Regions from separate parts of the Arabidopsis thaliana genome. Here region 1 is linked to region 2. The links are chromatin contacts, called in public ChIA-PET maps. All regions are on one chromosome and are shown on one strand. The core of a region is the stretch at or near the end of the contact, and the rest is flanking DNA. Distances in the headings are between cores, read along the strand shown. Region 1 holds the start of PKS2 (phytochrome kinase substrate 2). Region 2 holds the start of FUT8 (fucosyltransferase 8).

Region 1 (3,762 bases), core at 109-2,608, 50 kb after region 2:
TTTTGGCAACAGTGAATATGACAGCAAGTACCACCGCGGTTGTTAGGCTGCCAAATATTTAGACAATGTTATTCAACATAAGCCAAACCTCAAGAGAGATAACTAATTTTACAATGTGAAATCAGCTAAAGCAACGAGATTATATAATGAGTTTACATTAACAGAGTAAAAAAGAGCAAAGAATACACAAAAGAGTAGTATTTTTTTGGTTACCCTTGATCCAGGAACAAAATCTCCGCCTTATCGTCCAAGGTCAGTTTCTCAACGTCGATTCCTAAAAACGGTATGACTGCCATCTCGGTTAATCCTGTCAAAACAAAACTGCCTGGGAACAAAATTAATCTCACTCCATGCATTACACAGAGAATAGTCACTGAACATTAAACTATTTAACCATAACAGAGAGATTATCTTTCAGATCAGTCTACTCAACCATCACATTTATCTTAGCACACAGTCTATGTACTTTCATCAAACTCCAACCCTAAAGTCATCAAAAGGGAAAGCTTTTGATGAGAGTACCTTAGTGCACAAGCAAACGAAGTTAACGAAACTGTCTGCCATCCCCATGGAACTTCCCATCTCTGAAGTATCGGCCACTCTGAGCTACCTCCTTGTAACTACAACAAATATAACAATCAAAACTTCAAATAATTTCTCAAAGGTCTAGTCTTTTTTCACATTCCAATAGAATTTGGATTCAATTGAACAAGTTACATAGAGCTGCCTCAGAAAAATTCAGACCGGAAACTAAACAAGAATCTAATTTAGATAGAGTCAGTGAGACAGTAACCTTTCCCTCTCCTCCAGGTTCCTTTCCAGAGTTGAAAATGCAGGCCGATCTCCATTTCTTCCGATTAACCGTAAATAACCGGCGGCTAGCAAATCCTGGAGAAAACCGGCTCAAACCGCCGTAAGTACAAGTCTTCGGAAGAATTAACCTCCTTGAATCGGATAAACATAGAAGAGACGAAGATTGAGATAAACACGAGATTATCTGAGAAACCATTTTGAAATTTTCTGTTGTTCTTAGAGAACTTCCACACATGAACCAACACGATTATCAGATTGAGGAAGAGGATAAGATCCGACTAAAACGAGCGGGTAGAAAAAAACCGTTACTTACTTAAAATAACGTTGTTTAAGGCCCATTTATGTCAGTATAGGCCCAAAGCCCATTAACGACCAACTAACTCGACGACAAGTCTTTGTCAGTATATCACAAAATACGTACATCCCTCGTGTCTTCTAATTTGTAATTTTGTTCCTTGGGAGAATCATGTCCACTATTTTTCTTTTTTCATTTTCCTTATAACCAAGACAAAATATAATTAATATTTTGTTTATACATTAGCACAAAATCACTGGCAAATAGGCAGTCTTGTCCCAGTAATGGAACCCACACGACATAGCTTCAAAAAAAAAACAAGGAACTTCCTCATTTCTTCTATTTATATTACTCAAATCTAAATCATCCCTAAGAAATAGTAATACACAAAAAGAAACAAAATGGTGACCTTAACTTCATCTTCTTCAACTCCAAACGTATCTTTTGATTTCATGATGAACAATAATAATAACAGTAACAATCTCTATGGTCCTTTCTCTTCTTCTTCTACTTCTTTCTCTTACTTGACAAGCAAGGAAGATGCTCTCACCCAGAAGAACCTAATGAGTGGTATCACCAATGATGTTCTTGGAATTAACAAGAAAGCTTCTGAAGATTTGGAGATCAGTGTGTTTGGAGCTGAGAAGTACTTCAATGGAGATATGGATTCTGACCACAGTCCTAGACTTGTGTCTCCTCTGCCAGATCCAGAAGTTCCAATAGAGAGAATCTTTGTTGGTCCGAAGCAAAGCTCGAAGAATTCCTCGGAAACTCCTAGTCTTCGGTCTGAATCCAGTTGGAATAGCCAGAGTTTGTTGCTTCAGAGCAAATATGTAGAGAAGAAGAAGAACATCAAGAAAAACTCTAGTTGCAACAGTTACTTTCAGGAGAAGGATATGAGTAGCAATCACAAGGTGAGTAATAAGAAGAGTTTTCTCGCTACTCTTGGCTGCAGATGCGTGTGTTCGAACTGGAGTTCAGTGGATGTCGTCGACGACAAGAGAAGAAGCTCTGGTCTGAAGAAGATCAAGACTCAATTGAGTTTCTCTGGAGATCTAAGCTCGGAGATGAAGATTCATCAACAACAACAAGAAGCAATGCTAGAGCAGAGGAAGTCTCTGGAAATATTTGGATCTCCTCTTATTGAGAAGAGAATCATTCAGAAGAAATTTCCATGGGAATACTCGAGCTCTGCGAAAAAAGAAGAACATGGATTCTCTGTGAAGTATGAAGAAGAAGAAGATGGGAGTGTGAGCGATGTAAGTACGGATCTTTTTGAGATTGAGAGCTTAACAGGGAAGGCAAACCCTTTTCTTGCAAGGCAAGGAAGTAGTGATCCAGACTCACCAGATGGTTATGCACCAAGTGAGGTAAGCATACAATGGAGTGTAGTGACAGCAAGTGTAGCAGATTTCTCTGTTATGTCTGAATGTGCTACGAGTCCCGTCAAAAAGAACCGGTCTTTTCAGATTCCTCGAATCCCTATCATGGCAAAATCAAACCGAGAAATCGCGCCTCAGAGACGGAAATCTAGCAGTAGCGGTTTATTAATGGGATGCAAGAGTCATAAATCTGTCAGAGTTTCTGGTGATTCATACACAAGCATGAACAGAACACCGAGCTATGTTCCAAGATTCCCTGTAGAAGCTAATCCAACAAGCACTGAAACAAGAAGGAGGATCAGCAGTAGTTCTGTTTCTCACACGCAATCGCCTTTTTTGTATACTTAATTATGCCAAAAACCTGAGCTCCTTTCGTTTTACATGTAAAATGTCTATTGAGTGGAAAATATTTGATTTGCTAATACCATCTTCATATTGTTGTACCTGAAAACAGTAGTTTTTGATTTAACTGGTTTATTAAGGAAGAATGTCGATAGAGAAGTGTAAATCAATCTGTATCATCAATCAATACTTATCTGCTGACCACAAATGAGTAAAAGATGAAATGTGATGCCAAGAACTCATCTATTGTTGCCAGAGATTATAAGGAACTGCACCATGTGAACAATAGACACTTGGGTCTAATCCGCAAATAAGACATAACCAAGAGTGCAATTCCATGTGAAATATTAAGATGTGATTGTAACCTTTTGTTGACTTAGGAGACATAATTAAATGCAGCACGTAGACTAGACACAAAACACATTTGGTCCACCTCATTTTCATGTGCTTGTCTCAAGAATAGAAAGATAACCTCATTAGGCTTAGATTTAACGGTTTAATCAAAGACCGTACGAGTTGCCTAAAAGAGCCTTTAATGAGGAAACTCAATCAAACAATGATAGTGTCCTTTCACCTAACATGTCTTAAAAGCCACTCCAGAGTCTTCTGGTCCAGAACTCATCTCCAGTGTCAAGACCATGTGATGATAATGAGATAAAGTAGACGTCGACAAAACCTTAATTGTGTCATTGATGATGATATGTCTCTGTAACCAACTCAGGAGGAATGTTAGGTTTTGGGAAAAAGATTGATTTGTCATACAGTTTAAAGTTTTAGTTCAAGATTCAGATCTTACAGCTGGATCTAATCAAGAAACAACCTTTTGATATTAAACCCAATCAACCATGTCACAAAGTATCAATAGATCTTGAAGATAAGTATTGTATCCTTTTCAAAGGTCCACTTTTGAAATAATTGAACAGTGACTTC
Region 2 (3,442 bases), core at 455-2,954:
GCTTACAATCACACAATGTATTCTTTTTCTTTTCTTCACCATTTTGTTAAAAAAATCCAAAGCTTAGATATATTCAGATTCTTGCGATATCCCTCAATTATGGACGAGTTAAAATAGACATCCGGATCAATCCCAAGTTCCTCCATGTCAAGAACAGCTTTTTTAGCCTCTTCTATTCTCATCTCATTACATAAACCACGAACCACTCTGCGATATGCAATTCCAAGATCACTCTTATCCACCAGAATATTTGCGTCCCTCAATGGTTGGAGTACAAGATTAGCTATACCTGCCATCTGATTTAAACAGAGTCCTTCAATGAAATTCATATAAAACACACTACATTTCCTAGGCTCTGAATTTAACAGTCTACTAAGAAGCTTCTCTACTCCTTTTGTATCCTCATTCCTACACAATGCTTGAACCACAAGCACATAAGTATTTGCATCCGCATCCAGCCCCAGCCGCTCTATTTGCATGAAAGTAGCCACAGCCATATTGTTTTCTCCAGAAGCAATCATACGGTTCATCAAAAAACTCAATGCTTGTATATCTGGAACACACCCTAGGGGACTAGTCTGGAAAAATATATCGATAGCTTGGTCAAACATATCAAGATTAGCATAGGCTTTAACCAAGGCACTGGAGAGCCTGCTCAACAACAGCAATGACCCTTTTCCCTCCTCTTCTGCTTCTCCAACGGCCTTTAACAGATCCATGACACTGAATCCGCGTCCTTTATCTCCTTTTCTAACGAGTTCCACTAGAAAATTATTCAATTTCTGATCCAAACCACAACCAAAAACGATTCTGATAACAGTTGCATAAGCTTGGACACTAGGCAAAAAAGTCACATTTCTTTCCATTCGTTTCAGAAACGATAAAGCAAGATAAGGATCATCTTTCAAACTAGCTAAAACTCGAAGAAGCTCAATTTCTTTAAATTCCAAATGCTTTACAATCAAAGTTACCTTCTTTCACTTGCTCCGAGTATGAGATTATCGGGTTCGCCCGGGAAAGTGCAGGAACCACGTACAATCGCGACGAGGGTGCTCTTCGAATCAATCCTCTCACATGCGAGAGTAATGAAATCGGGATAACCCGCATGAGATATTTTCCGATCTTGTGGCTGCCGGGAAAAAAACCCTAGCAGAGGCTAATTCCGACGACGATTAGCATCAGAGATTTTCTCACTTATCGGAGGGTTTTTACACCGACACCGAACCGACTCCAACCAAATATAAAAATAAATTTGAACCAAAACCGGTTAACGCGGTCGTACTCTAATTGTGTGTACCAACTTTTTTAGCTTAAAAGCGCATTAGTGTCTTTAATAATATTTAAAACATTAATCAAATGTGTTGGTTCTTTAAATTGGAGATACTTCTTAAAAATGTCTCTATCAAACATTTATGACGTGGTGTCTTTATTTTGTAGACATTCAAAAATTAAAATAATAATTTCTTTTTTATATATTATATTTTAAGTTTGGAAAGACATTCTCTTTATATGTGCAGTGAAATACTCTTTTGTTTCCTTTGAATTCGCCATAAATTAAAAAAGAACTATTATAAAATGGTTTAAAATTTGATAATGATAGTTGGTACTTGGTAACAACAAGTTTGGGTTTGGTAAAAAAACCAAAAAAAAAAGTTTGGGATTGGTCAAAATAAATTCAACATTGCTTCTTAATGAGATAAGAAGATGAAGGTCGTGATAACAGTCGTCACTTGTTTATTTCTTTTGTCAGTGATGCAACTCTCATTCTTCAATATTTTCAATTACCAGCTTCTGGATGCTACAACCAACGGTAAAATCTTTAATCTTTAGGTCTTGCTGTTGTTACTCAAGTTTTCTCCTTTGACTCAATATTTCATTTTTCTTAGGTTCAAAGGATTCCAGGAAATCAAAGGATAAACTGTTAGGAGGGCTTTTAACAGCTGATTTTGATGAAGATTCTTGCTTGAGTAGGTATGAGTCTTCCTTGTATCGCAAGCCTTCACCATACAAACCATCCAGATATCTCGTCTCTAAGCTTAGAAGCTATGAGATGCTTCACAAGCGTTGCGGTCCAGGCACAGAAGCTTACAAGAAAGCAACGGAGATTCTTGGTCATGATGATGAGAATCATTCAACCAAATCTGTTGGTGAATGCAGATACATTGTGTGGATTGCTGTTTATGGGCTAGGAAACAGAATACTTACTCTTGCTTCTCTGTTTCTCTATGCTCTCTTGACTGACAGAATCATGCTTGTTGACCAACGTACGGACATAAGTGACCTCTTCTGTGAGCCTTTTCCAGGTACTTCCTGGCTACTCCCTCTGGATTTTCCACTAACAGATCAATTAGATAGCTTCAACAAGGAATCTCCGCGCTGTTACGGAACAATGTTGAAGAATCATGCCATTAACTCAACTACAACAGAAAGCATCATCCCCTCGTACCTCTGTCTTTATCTTATTCACGATTACGACGATTATGATAAGATGTTCTTCTGTGAAAGTGACCAAATTCTCATCAGGCAAGTCCCTTGGTTGGTCTTCAACTCGAATCTTTACTTTATCCCATCTCTATGGTTGATCCCTTCTTTTCAGTCAGAATTAAGCAAGCTATTCCCACAGAAAGAAACCGTCTTTCACCATTTGGCTCGCTATCTTTTTCACCCGACTAACCAAGTTTGGGGCATGATCACAAGATCCTATAATGGTTATTTATCAAGAGCTGATGAGAGACTTGGGATTCAAGTACGAGTTTTTAGCAAGCCGGCTGGATATTTCCAACATGTCATGGACCAGATCTTAGCCTGTACACAAAGAGAGAAACTATTACCTGAAGTGTTTGTCTTAGAAACACAAGTCACTAACACATCAAGAAGCTCGAAACTTAAAGCTGTTCTTGTCACTTCTCTTTACCCAGAGTACTCGGAGATTCTAAGGCAAATGTATTGGAAAGGCCCGAGTTCAACAGGAGAGATAATACAAATTTACCAACCAAGTCAAGAAATATATCAGCAAACAGACAATAAGCTTCATGACCAAAAGGCACTCGCTGAGATATATCTCTTAAGTTTAACGGATTACATTGTCACGAGCGACTCGTCTACGTTCGGATACGTTGCTCAAGGTCTTGGAGGATTAAAGCCATGGATACTCTACAAGCCAAAGAACCACACAGCTCCTGAGCCACCATGTGTTCGTGCCGTGTCAATGGAGCCATGTTTCCTTAGAGCTCCACTCTATGGTTGTCAAGCTAAGAAAGTGAACATCACCCCTTTTGTTATGTATTGTGAGGATCGGATCACGGGTCTTAAGCTAGTTGATTCAAATTAGAAATCAAATTTTTTTATTACTTTGTGTTGTTTGATCTGAAATCCACTAGCTTTTATTTTTGTGTGTGTACTTGGATCACTAAATTCAAAGTTTTATTTATTAATTTAATGA

The links. ChIA-PET counts read pairs in DNA pulled down with a chosen protein or histone mark.
Region 1: a contact with region 2 is called in an H3K4me3 ChIA-PET map of shoot, with 11 read pairs. The contact joins the promoter of PKS2 here to the promoter of FUT8 in region 2. A contact is called at or near these places in 1 of 2 datasets of contacts at active chromatin or transcription factors (shoot) and 1 of 3 other capture datasets (seedling).

The regions. Positions count from the first base shown.
Region 1 is chr1:4,876,148-4,879,909 of TAIR10.1, forward strand. It overlaps PKS2 (phytochrome kinase substrate 2), which reads left to right and starts at 1,359. Exons shown (of 1, transcript NM_101294.3): 1 at 1,359-3,160. The coding sequence starts at 1,510. The coding sequence ends at 2,838. AT1G14270 (CAAX amino terminal protease family protein) reads right to left here and starts at 1,109. Exons shown (of 10, transcript NM_101293.5): 1 at 794-1,109; 2 at 523-620; 3 at 214-321; 4 at 1-47. The coding sequence starts at 1,048.
Region 2 is chr1:4,826,257-4,829,698 of TAIR10.1, forward strand. FUT8 (fucosyltransferase 8) reads left to right here and starts at 1,705. Exons shown (of 2, transcript NM_001084062.1): 1 at 1,705-1,810; 2 at 1,887-3,331. The coding sequence starts at 1,705. The coding sequence ends at 3,331. It also overlaps the pseudogene AT1G14090.